Linked DNA regions of Ovis aries: region 1 is linked to region 2. The links are chromatin contacts, called in public Hi-C maps. All regions are on one chromosome and are shown on one strand. Each heading gives the region's core, a stretch centred on a gene start, on an enhancer-like site or on the middle of the called end of the contact. The rest is flanking DNA. Distances are from core to core; before and after follow the strand shown.

Evidence for each region. A called contact is a pair of places that touch in the nucleus more often than the background predicts.
Region 1: a Hi-C map of blood shows a contact between it and region 2, with 2.4 times the contacts expected there. The contact joins the promoter of NRSN2 here to the enhancer-like site in region 2. A contact is called at or near these places in 6 of 16 Hi-C or Micro-C datasets (blood, liver, mixed tissues and 2 more).

Annotation. Positions count from the first base shown.
Region 1 is chr13:60,339,667-60,346,011 of ARS-UI_Ramb_v3.0, reverse strand. It overlaps NRSN2 (neurensin 2), which reads left to right and starts at 3,783. Exons shown (of 3, transcript XM_004014464.5): 1 at 3,783-3,838.
Region 2 is chr13:60,262,446-60,268,382 of ARS-UI_Ramb_v3.0, reverse strand. TBC1D20 (TBC1 domain family member 20) reads right to left here. Exons shown (of 7, transcript XM_042229965.1): 7 at 4,749-5,937. Among named protein-coding and RNA genes, the nearest start is that of TBC1D20, 20 kb to the right of the region's middle. Within about 2 kb of position 2,087, at least 12 of the 54 cell types and tissues checked have an H3K27ac peak or open chromatin away from gene starts, as enhancers often do. A contact at or near this core is called in liver, where this site is marked.

The DNA of each region.
Region 1 (6,345 bases), core at 2,534-5,033, 76 kb before region 2:
CTGCAGGTTATTTCCGATCTTTTTTTTTTTTTTTTAGTTAGTTGTTTTTGGTTGCACTGGGTCTTCATTGCTGTGCCAGGGCTTTCTCTAGTTGTGGTGAGTGGAGGCTACTCTTGGTTGCGGTGCACAAACTTCTCATTGCAGTGGCTTCTTTTGCGGCAGAGAACGGGCTCTAGGCACCTGGGCTTCAGTAGTTGCAGCATGTGGGTTCAGTAGCTGCAGCTCACAGGCTCTAGAGCAGCGGCTCTGTAGTTCTGGTGCATAGGCTTAGTTGCTCTGTGGCATGTGGCATCTTTCTAGACCAGGGAGCGAACCCGTGTCCCCTGAACTGGCAGGTGGATTCCTATCCACTGTACCACCAGGGAAGACCTGTTTCCAATCTTTTGCTATTCCGGCACTTCATTTTACCCCCAACATCTCTGAATCCATTGATTTCTGGGCAAGGAGACATCATCTCTAATGTGGAGCCTCCTTTGTTCTCCTTTGTACACAGAAGAACTGTACAAAAAAGATCTTCACGACCAAGATAATCACTACGGTGTGATCACTCACCCAGAGCCAGACATCCTGGAACGTGAAGTCAAGTGGGCCTTAGAAAGCATCACTACGAACAAAGCTAGTGGAGGTGATGGAATTCCAGTTGAGCTATTCCAAATCCTGAAAGATGATGCTGTGAAAGTGCTGCACTCAATATGCCAGCAACTTCAGAAAACTCAGCAGTGGCAACAGGACTGGAAAAGGTCAGTTTTCATTCCAATTCCAAAGAAAGGCAATTCCAAAGAATGCTCAAACTACTGCACAATTGCACTCATCTCACACACTAGTAAAGCAATACTCAAAATCCTCCAAGCCAGGCTTCAGTAATACATGAATTGTGAACTTCCAGATGTTCAAGCTGGTTTTAGAAAAAGCGTAGGAACCAGAGATCAAATTGCCAACATCCACTGGATCATGGAAAAAGCAAGAAAGTTCCAGAAAAACATCTATTTCTGCTTTATTGACTATGCCAAAGCCTTTGACTGTGTGGATCATAATAAACTGTGGAAAATTCTGAAAGAGATGGGAATACCAGACCACCTCTTGGGAAACTTATATGCAGGTCAGGAAGCAACAGTTAGAACTAGACATGGAACAACAGACTGGTTTCAAATAGCTTGAAAAGGAGTACATTAAGGTTGTATACTGTCACCCTGCTTATTTAACTTCTATGCAGAGTACATCATGAGAAACGCTGGGCTGGAAGAAACACAAGCTGGCATCAAGATTGCTGGGAGAAATAGCAATAACCTCAGATATGCAGATGACAACACCTTTATGGTAGAAAGTGAAGAGGAACTAAAAGCCTCTTAATGAAAGTGAAAGAGGAGAGTGAAAAAGTTGGCTTAAAGCTCAACATTCAGATAACTAAGATCATGGCATCCGGTCCCATCACTTCATGACAAATAGATGGGGAAACAGTGGAAACAGTGTCAGACTTTATTTTGGGGGGCTCCAAAATCATTGCAGATGGTGACTGCAGCCATGAAATTAAAAGACGCTTACTCCTTAGAAGGATAGTTATGACCAACCTAGATAGCATATTAAAAAGCAGAGATATTACTTTGCCAGCAAAGGTCCGTCTAGTCAAGGCTTTGGTTTTTCCAGTGGTCATGTATGGATGTGAGAGTTGGACTGTGAAGAAGGCAGAGCGCCAAAGAATTGATGCTTTTGAACTGTGGTGTTGGAGAAGACTCTTGATAGTCCTTTGGACTACAAGGAGATCCAACCAGTCCATCCTAAAGGAGATCAGTACTTAATATTCATTGGAAAGACTGATGCTGGCACTGAAACTCCAATACTTTGGCCACTTCATGCGAAGAGTTGACTCATTGGAAAAGACCATGATGCTGGGAAGGATTGGGGGCAGGAGAAGGGGATGACAGAGGATGAGATGGCTGCATGGCATCACTGACTCGATGGATGTGAGTCTGAGTGAACTCCGGGGGTTGGTGATGGACAGAGAGGCCTGGCGTGCTGCGATTCATGGGGTCACAAAGAGTCAGACACAACTGAGCGACTGAACTGACTGACTGACTTGTTACCATGCTTGAGCTTTCTATCCTGTTCTTCCAAGGGATTGGCAGCCAGACAGATCTTTTCAGAGTGCAGATCAGAGCACATCCCTTGCCTCTTTACAACCTTTCCATGGCTCCCTACTACTCTTGGGTTGAAAGCCAAATTCCTTACCTTGGCTTGTGAGGCCTTGAAGGATCTCAGGTCTGCCTGCCTCTCCAGCTTCATCTCCTGTCACAGAGGAGGGCTTCAGTCTTGACTTCCAGGAATTCCTCTTCCTCTCTCCCTCTCTCACACACACATATGCAATTAAAAGTGTGTAAGCAGGGCATACAAAGCACTTAAAGAAACCCTTTGCACTCCCGGAGCATCGTATATTTGCTACTATTAGTCTGTGTTCAATACGTGTCTACTGAGCTCCCAGTTCAATGCCAAGTGCCATGTGAGGCTCGGGGATACAATAGTGAGTGAAGAGGAAGTGTCTTCACTTTGCAGAGTTCATGCATCCCTGTGTCCCCCACTTCCAACCCAAGGAAAGACAGACTGGACACTCAGGGCATGAAAGCACATGTGTGCAGTGGTGCCTGAAGAAGCTTGGAGAGGCGTGGTGACTTTGCCAAGACCATACAGTAAAAGTGGGACAAAGCCCAGGCTGTGGGTGGACACATGACAAGGAATGAGGCTGCCTGGCAAGGGCTGGCTCTCCAGGGAGATGGGCGGGAAGACACACACTCCCCAGGATGGAGCTAGGGGTATGCTGGGAGAGAGAGCAAGGGAGGATCCTTCCAGAAGAGAAAGAACTTGTCTCCCCCAACACCTCCTCTCCCACACCAGCTCCCTTCTGAAGCTAAGTGGCGCCCATCCTCAGCAAGGGGTAGGGACTCACAGAGGGAGAGAATGGACAAAAGATGGGGGACTCGGTGAGAGGGTGAGGACTTTAGTCAGACAAGGGGATTCTGATGCAATCAGGAGGGCACTTCTTAGTAGGAACCCAGGGGGAGAAAGGTGGGGCTCAACCATGGGTGGGGGCTGGAAGAGAGAGCAGGGAGTCTGTGAAGAGGATGGGGCTGTGGCCAGGAGAGGAGGGAGTGAGGGGTCCCTGAGGGAGATGGAGGCCCAGAGGGAACCAAGGATGCAGTGAGGAAATGATGGTGTTCAGTTGCTCAGTGGTGTCCAGCTCTTTGCATGGACTGCAGTGTGCCAAGCTTCCCTGTCCTTCACCATCTCCTGGAGTTTGCTCAAACTCATGTCCATTGAGCCGGTGATGCCATCCAACCACCTCATCCTCTCTTGTCCCCTTCTCCTGCCTTCAATCTTTCCAGCATCAGGGTGTTTTCTAGAGTCAGCTCCTCACATCAGGTGGCCAAAGTATTGGAGCTCCAGCTTCAGCATTAGTCCTTCTAATGAATATTCAGGGTTGATTTCCTTTTCTCCAAGTGAGGAAGTGAAGGTTCAGCAGAGTCAAGGGTCTTCAGTCAGAGGGCTGAGAGATTGATGGAGCAGTCAGGGGAGGAGTTTGAGGGACTGCATGAGGGAGTCGGGTCCAGGGAGGTGGTGGGGTCCCCGCGAGGGGTCTGGGGTCTCAGAGGGAGAAGGCACTTCTTGGAAGGGGAGAGGGGCTCACAGCCCTGCAGGGGTCCGCAATCTGCAGAGCCAGCCCTCGGGGCGGGCTGGCGCCCCCGCCACCCCCGTGTCACCCCCCGCCCCCCGACTGCGGCGCAGGCGCCAACACAACCAGCTTCTGCTCTGCTTGTGCTCGCGCTCAGCAGAGACCGCGGACCAAGAGGTGAGCTCAGCCCCGCTCCACGCGCGGCCCGACCCCCGCCCCTCCTCCTCCCAAGACCCGGAGAGCCCCCCATCCCTGCCGCATCCCCAGTTTGGCCGTGTCCCTCCTCTGGCAGAACGGCGGTGCCCCAGCCCTGGTGTGCCTCGGGCTTTGGGAGGTGGGGTCCCAGGGAAGGAGCAGGGGTCAGAGGTCTCACCAGCCACCCCGCACCAGCCCCCACGCTCCGAGACCCTTCAGGGTCGATAGGCTGGGCGGAGGCCTCCAGGACAAGACCCCACCCACCTCTCTGCGGAAAACTCATCCCCACCCCTCTCTGCCTCAGTTTCCCTCTAGGGAAAAGGATGCGCTTAATCTCGACCAGGGAACCTGTGGTCGGGTCTGAAACAGTGTGAGTTAGGGGGCGGGAGGAGTTGGCCTGCTTTCCTGGGCCTCCGACCACCCCCTCCCCGGCACCTTCTGGCCAGAGAGACATTGGATGCTGGAGTGAGAGGGTCTGGGGGTCTGGGAAGGAGAACTGAGACCCCATTAAGGCGAGAGACTCCATCCATCTTCTGGCCCTTGCGCCTGTCATCGCTCACCTCCTGGCCGCAGCCTCCATCCCCCGAACCCAGGAGCCCCCTCCTCTTCCCGGAGCTCCTCCCGCTTCCTGCCTAAGGACAGCTCCCTGGCGGTTCCTATGGCAACCTAGGTCCGGGGTCGTCAGCATCCTCTCCCTCCCTTCCCCACACCGCCTGTCCGCCTCCTGGCAACCCTAAAAGGAAAGGGAGGGGCCAGGTCGACGAGCGCGGGGTCAGCGTCAAGGTCACCTTCCTGCTCCGACGCCAGTGGGATCAGGTGATCGTGTGGGTTTGGAGAAAAGGGACATTGAGATGCAAGGGAGGAGCTAACCCAGGCGGACGAACCCCCGCGCCCCTCCCTGTCCCCTCCCCTAGGACCATCCATCAGTGGTGGTTGTCTTCTCACCCACCCCGGCCTCCTCCCCTGGGCGGGCCCCGCTCTGGCCAACCCTTCTGTAGAGTCCCGCCTCTGCCCCCCCCCCCCCCCCCCCCCCCCCCCCCCCCCCCCCCCCCCCCCCCCCCCCCCCCCGCCCCTGCCCCGCCCCCCCGCCCCTGCCCCGCCCCCGCCCCTGCCCCCGCCCCCGCCCCCGCCCACCCCCGCCCCCCCGCCCCCTGCCCCGCCCCCGCCCCCGCGCCGCAGGCTCTCTTCACCGACTTCGGTCGGTCTTCTTTCTCCGTCTTTCGCTTTTGGTCTTGCCCTTTCCCCATTGTCTGTCAATTGCGGAAGAGAGGGCGGGGCGATGTCTTTTACACTTTTTCCGTTCCCCTCGTGCGCTTTGGGTGAGAGTTGTGGAGAGCTACGATTTATGGGCGAGTTTTTAAGCCGCACCTGTGTGCCGGTGTGGATCCATAGGATTACCTCCAATACGCGCTGTGTGTATGTGTCTGTGTATATGGGTTTGTGTGGTGTGTCTCTTTGTGCTGCGTGTCTCTACGTGGTCTACGTGTGGCTGTCTGTATGTCTCTGTGGTGTTTGTGTGTTTGTGTTGGGGGGGGTGTGTGTGTGCATCTATCTGTGTATGTCTCTGGTGTATGTGTGTATGTGTGTTACTGTGGTATCTGTTTGTGTGCTGGTGAGTCTCTCTACACAAGGATTTGAGGGCCACAGTTTAGAAATGAGAGGGGGCTAGAAATTTGTTTTATCCTTCAGTGTGAGCACATTACTTCATTTTGTTTGAAGGCGTTCAGAGGGCCTTTGAGCCATCATGGGGTGGAGGGGAGCCCAGTCCCTCCCAGCATCTCACAGCCCCTTTGCTTTTAGTCCTAAGGATACCCTCCATTCCCTAGGCCTCAGTGTCTCCACTTGTGAGAAGCAAGGTCCTTAGAAAGGTGTCTATAGAAATCTGATCTTGAACCTCAACCCTGTAGCCTGAAGGCCTCCGATTGTCACCTTCTGTGGAGTCAAGATGTCTTGGGACTTAGAGATTTTTGCCTTCTGAAAGGGCAGCCCTGGGGAGGGATTTTTGAGGACCTTGCAGTTCGGGGAGCTGTCCCCTGTGGGACAAGTGGCAGCCATGGCAGTTAACCCCCAGAATACCTTGAAAGGCGAGGAAATTAAGGGGAAGACATTTGGAGAAGAAATGGAGATGAGGAGCTCTCACTCTAGACATGGGACTCGAGACGTTCAGGATGAAACAACAAAGACATCAGAGTGATAATCACAGAAGCTATCATTTCTTGGCACTGGACACAGTGACTGTATGAAGCAGGTATATGATCAGCTCTGTTTTACAGCTGAGGAAACTGAGACTCAGAGAGGTGAAAACACTTGTTGGACGTCACACAGCAAGGATGTGGTGGATCCTGGATTCCAAACTAGCCAGTCAGGCTCCAGAACCCACAGTCCCAGCCTGGGCTACCTCCAGAGTTAACATGTACATTTATTGCCACCAACAAATTGCCGGGCTATGGGCTAAACATGCACGGACTTGGCTCATTCTCACTATACTC
Region 2 (5,937 bases), core at 838-3,337:
TGAGAGAGAGCAGAGGGGTCATGGGCTGGGACTCTGCACCGAGACAGGCAGGGGCCCAAGCTTTCTGGGAATTGCAGTCAAAAGTTGATGTGTCACCCCTGTCAGTGTAGAACGAGGGTGCGAACAGAGCACAGGGATCCTTGCTCCGGACTTGGCACCCCTGTACCCACTTGAGGGCAGCATGCTGTGGGTCAACCTTGACCTGGACAGGCAGCTTGCACTGTGTTGAGAGTCTGCCAGCTGGTGTCTGCAGGTGTGTGTGGGCTTCAGGCGGGGCGGGAGGGGCTGGGGCAGCAGCTACAGGCTGGCAGGAAATTCTTGCTGTGAATTTCTAGCCTCTCAGTGGGCATCCACTGTCAGGGAACAGAGATATTTCAGGAAGAGGTGAACATGCCGCTGTTGCAGGGTGATGCTGTGAGCATTTTTAACATCTGCAATAAGATGGCACATTATTGGTCCAGTGCTCTTTACTAGACCTATTCTGTGCTGGTCAGATGAATAAAATATGGTTCTGGGTGTTGATTCTGGAAGTTTTTACCCCCTACTTGGACCCCTCTAACTACCCCCTGCCCCCAATGAAGGCCAGCACACTGTCTGAGCCAGGATGTGGAGCATCATTACAACAGGTGGAGGGCATCTTTGCGGCTCACAGTCTAGACTCCAGGCTCCAGGATTTTTGAAAGTGTTAGTTGCTCAGTCATGTCCAACTCTTTGGGACCCCATGGACTGTAGCCCTCTCTGTCCTCTGTCCATGGGATTTTCCAGGTAAGAATACTGGAGTGGGTTGTCATTTCCTCCAGGAATCTTCCCAACCCAGGGATCAAACCTGGGTCTCGCATCTTATAGGAATATGCTTTACTGTCTGAGCCACCAGGAATTGGGAGGTGCCATTTGGAGGGAGAGGAGGAGAAGGGCTTATTTTAGACCCTAGAAAGGAACTGCCATTCTGGTCCTGGGTGCCAAGGCTCAAGAGAGTTGACCCCAGGGTCTGTGAGCAGAGAGGTGAGATAATGTGAGCGCTTTCCTGCTCTGCATCAGCTCATGAATCATGAAGGCTTTCCCTCCCTGGGAGTAAGAAGGAGTCAGGCAGAGCCACTGACCAGAGGAAACAGCAAGCTGAGCTGAGCTGGGCTCCAGGAGAGCACGGGGCCCACCCAGACCAGGACCAAGTGCTTGCTCTCACCAGCTCCTCCACCCTCCCTCTCTTGCCAGGGCCTGTCTTGGCCTTGGTGAACCGTAGAAGCCTATTGTGGAGCAAAGTAGACCACTCTTTTGGTGCACAGGCACGAACTACTAAGCCCCAGGCTATAACCAGTCTACCTAGTCTTGTTTTATAAACTTGAATTGGTTGCCAGTATTTTTAAATTGAAGATGCTACATTAAAATCTAGATGCCCAACTTCTCTTGAAAAACACTGAAGCTTGGTAATCTGGGTCCTCATTTCCACGTGGCAGGTCCAGATCACATGATGTTCCTGATCCAGCTCACTGCAGTCCTTCACCCCTAGAGCTTGTCACACCACACTTCCCAGTGTCCTTGCACCATTCTTTTGGCATTGAGTACTAAGAAATGTTAATGAAATGTTTCTTTACCCATGGCTGTGTCAAAAAAGTGAGGACAAGAGGGAAGTGGGAACCGCATGGGCCGAATCTTTTACTTGGCCCACTCCATCTGCACCAAAGCGTGCAAGCGGGTTTATGTCTGCTGCAGCCAAATAGGGGGGTCAGGAGGGCAAATGGGAGGGTGCAGGGCTGTCCTAGGGTTCTAGCTTCCAGCACCATACATCACATGCCGGTGGGTGAAGAACCTAAGATGGGCAGGCTCACAAGTGCTCCCCACTGCAGTCAAGTGGAGGCACCACCCTCTCGCAAGGAGTCACCCCAAACAGGGCCCTGGCATGAACTCTCCGGGGCGGACTTGAAACCAAACCCACAGGCTTTGGACTCAAGCCATTGACCTGAGGAGGCAGCAGGAGGTCCCAGAGGTACTTGTGTGACACAGTTTTTCTCTCCAGGGCCAGTGGAAGCACACTGCTCAGATAAAGAGCAGCTGCTGATGTGGGCAGGAAGTGGTGAATGGGCCCCACAGCCTGTGTCAGAGTAACACGTGTCGTCTTCTAGTGTCTGGGGCTGCCATGAAAGCCACTCACTTAAAAAGCAGGAAGCTGGAGGCAAGCCCACAGCCTTGCCAGCTCACAAAGGCTGCTTGACAAATTCCAACCATATGTTAAATCTGGAGAAAAGAGCCTTTGAGAACTGGGAAAAAAGCAGCAGGATCCACCAGCAGCAAACATGGAGGGGACGGTAGGGCAAATGGAAGTACGCAAGCCAGGCTGAGCTCAGGTGCCACCATCTGGTAGTCGTATTTGGCAGAAGCTTCTGGCCCATTCTTCCTTTCAATTGCCACTTAATCCAGGGATGAGCTCCCAGGGCCCAAGTGCAAGGCTGAATTAAGGTGTTTACTGATCCATATATGTTCACGGAAATGAAATCAAAATACTTGTATAACTTCAGTTTGTAAGACGTTTTCACAAACGTCAGTTCATTAAACCATCCATGGTGGGTTGAGACTATCTCTATTTTACTGTCACTGACAATGAGTTTGAGAGATGTAGTGCCTTGGAGAAGCTCACATTGCCAACGAGAGACACATTTGCCATCATGTTACCAGTCACTCTCTCCAAACCGAGTTTTGGTCATGGCCCATCCTCACCCTACAAATTGCCTACCGGGGGAGTTCCAGTTGCTTTCCACAGATCTCAAAACTCTCCTCCGCCTGAGCCCCATTGACAATGCACACTCCCATCTCTGTACAAAACACCCACACTTTTTATTCAGCTGTTATTTTTACAGTTTTTCCTTCAGCCTTGTGTGTTGTGTAATACTTTATGATATCATGCTTCTCCAATTCTCCAACGTCAACTGGGCATCCAGTAATTCAATCTGGTTCTGACACTATCTACCTGGGGAGTTAGCATCAGATGCCACAAGTTAAAGGGCTTAGTCCCACAAGGCTGTCCCATCTCAGATCCAGTTGCAAATGTGGTGCCCAGACCACCTACACTTCTGCCTGGTCAACTACAAGTTCACCAGTTTCCACAAAACCCTCTCAGGTTCACTAATTTGCTGGAAGTGCTCACAGAACTCAAGAAAACACTTCACTTACATGTACTGATTTACTGTAAAGGATGCAACTCACTAACAGCCAAATAAAAGAGATGCGTAGGGCAAGGAATGGCGGGAGGGCTGCAGTATTCCCAAGCCATTGCGGGCCATGTGATCCTCCCAGCACTTTGATGTATTCAGCAACCCAGCAACTCTCTGAACTTCTGAACCAAGAGTTTCTGCAGCCCTCAATGTCCAGCCTCTTCTCCCCTCCCAGGTCACTGGTGAGGCTCAAAATTCCCACTATGTAAGTTGGTATAGCCACTATGGAGAACAGTATGGAGGTTACTAAAACACTAAAATGGTCCTGCAATCCCACCTGGGCATATGTCCAGGGAAAAACATGATCTGAAAGGAAATACACACCCCAGTGTTCACTGCAGCACTGTTTACAACAGCCAAGACATGGATGCTACCTAAATGTCCATCGACAGAGGAATGGATAAAGATGTGACACGTGTACACAATGGAGTATTTCTCATTAAAATAAATGAAATAATGCCATTTGCAAAAACATGGATGGACCTAGTCATACTGAGTGAAGAAATTCACACAAAGGAGGAGAAATATGACATCCCTCATATGTAGAATCTTAAAAACATGATATGAATAAACTTACTTAGAAATCAGAAACATACAGACTTCATGAACCAGCTTACGGTTGCCAGGGTGGAGGGGTGGGGATGGGGGAAGGGATAGAGAGTGAGTTTGGGGTGAATAGGTACACACTGCTGTATTTAAAATGGATAACCAACAAGGCCCTACTGTATAGCACATAGAATTCTGCTCAGTGTTATGTGGCAGGTTAGATGGGAGAAGTGTTTAGGGGAGAATGGGTACATGTATATGTATGGATGAGTCCCTTCACTGTTCACGTGAAACTATCACGCTGTTTGCTAATCAGCTATACTCCAATACAAAATAAAAAGTGAAAATAATTCCCCACTGTATCTTTCTGGTGTTCTATCCCATCCTAAGGCTATTGAGGGGTCCAACCTTAACTCACCTCAATTATCAACCCAGTTGGAATCAAAAGGAAATCATTATGAACAACAAAAGACACCCTTATCACTCAAAATTCTAAGGCTTTTAGGGGAACTGGTGACAAAACCCAAATATTTATTACACCACACATACCTTTCCTTCAGTTTTCCATTTATCAAATTTCTCTTTACATTTAACCAACTATGAAACTGCTACTGAAAATACATTGCTCCTTCAATGCAGCTCTCTGGTGAGCTCCCAGAGGCAGAGTGGTGTCCTGGCCAGCCCTGTATCCTCCGTGAGTCAAATCAAAGGACAGCATGGGCAGCTGGCCTATGGTGGTGGGACACAGTCAGAGAGCCAAGTGACGCCTGCTCAGCCTTCAGCCCCTTGTCTCCCTCTGGGGCAAGGAAACAGTAAACCCAGACAAGTGAGTTCTTGCCTCAGGTGACAAAGAAACTGTTTCAAGTTCTCCAGGTAAGTCAAAGCTAACCAAGAGTCCACGGCCTAAGGCACTGCTCCAGGTCAGGGGTGGAGGGAGGGAGCATCCAGATGTCTAAATGCAGAGCCACTCCAACAAGGGAAGAACGACAAGAGGGGTCAGTAACCACATATGGCTGTTTATTTCATACAGGGCTCTGTACAAAATATTTACATGTATTCTTTACAGAATAGTAAACCACTTGAAGGTAAAAACACTTTCTTCTCATTGGCAGGGGCTAATCCTCATGTCAGCAAAGCTATAAATCATAAGAACTTTCTCCTTTCTAGGCCACAACAGAAGCAAATGCCACCTGCTTTCCTGGAATCCAAAAAACCGTGGCCTCGGGACTTTGATCACATGCACCTCCCCCCTACAACTTCCCCATGACTTCCCTTCAGTATTTACAGACGGACCCGAGAGTTTGTGGCAGGAGGGGCCGACGCTGTCCACTTGCAAAGATGACGAGACAAACTTGCTGTGGAAGACTGGGAATACCTGTCACATCATCTGGGTCTCGGAAACATTCCTGCTGTCTTGACAAATCTACCTCCTTCTAGATTAATCCATCCATATCACGCTAGCCCCAGATGGGACTCCTGCTATGGAGAATGATCCGTTGTTTTTGGTTGTAAAGTGCTTAGTGTAACTCATGTAAGTAGATGCCTCTCCTAACCACTCTGCACACTGTGAGAATATGAGGAGGATGTCGAGGTCTGGTGTGGTGGGAGGGAGTGCCTCTGGCATGTTTAAGAAAATACCTGCCAAGAGAGAACAGTGCCCGAGACAGACCAGGAGAAGAAAAGTACTTGGCTGCTTCTTACCACACCCCCCAGTTCTTCAAAGCAGCAAAAGGCACTTTTTTCCAAGCCACAGTTAATCTAAAACAAACCTAGGTTTGCTTACATGAAAAGCCGTATCAGAAGAACTGAATATGCATCGTGTTCCCTAAGGCCCGGAGAGTCCTTAGGAAGCCTGGAGCAGCGGGGCTGGCTGTCCCAGGCTCCCACCACATGCTTCAGGCTGCAGTTCGTCCCTTTCTGGGTGCTGACAAGGTCCCAGTGACATTTCCAACCAGGAAGGAGAGACCAGCAGCTGAAGAGATAGGTCAAACGCAAAAAACAAAGCCAAGGTCATGACTGGATACTGATCTGGGGGTAGAAGGGGGACTGAAGGAAAACATGAAGGAAGGAAGGGAAGCTGGACAGAAGTGGGCACTGTGGACGTGCGGGGCTGTTTACAAACAGCAACTCTGGCTGAAGTGAAATGTTAAATGTTTGAGTAGAAAGGAAACCTCAGGGTTTTAGA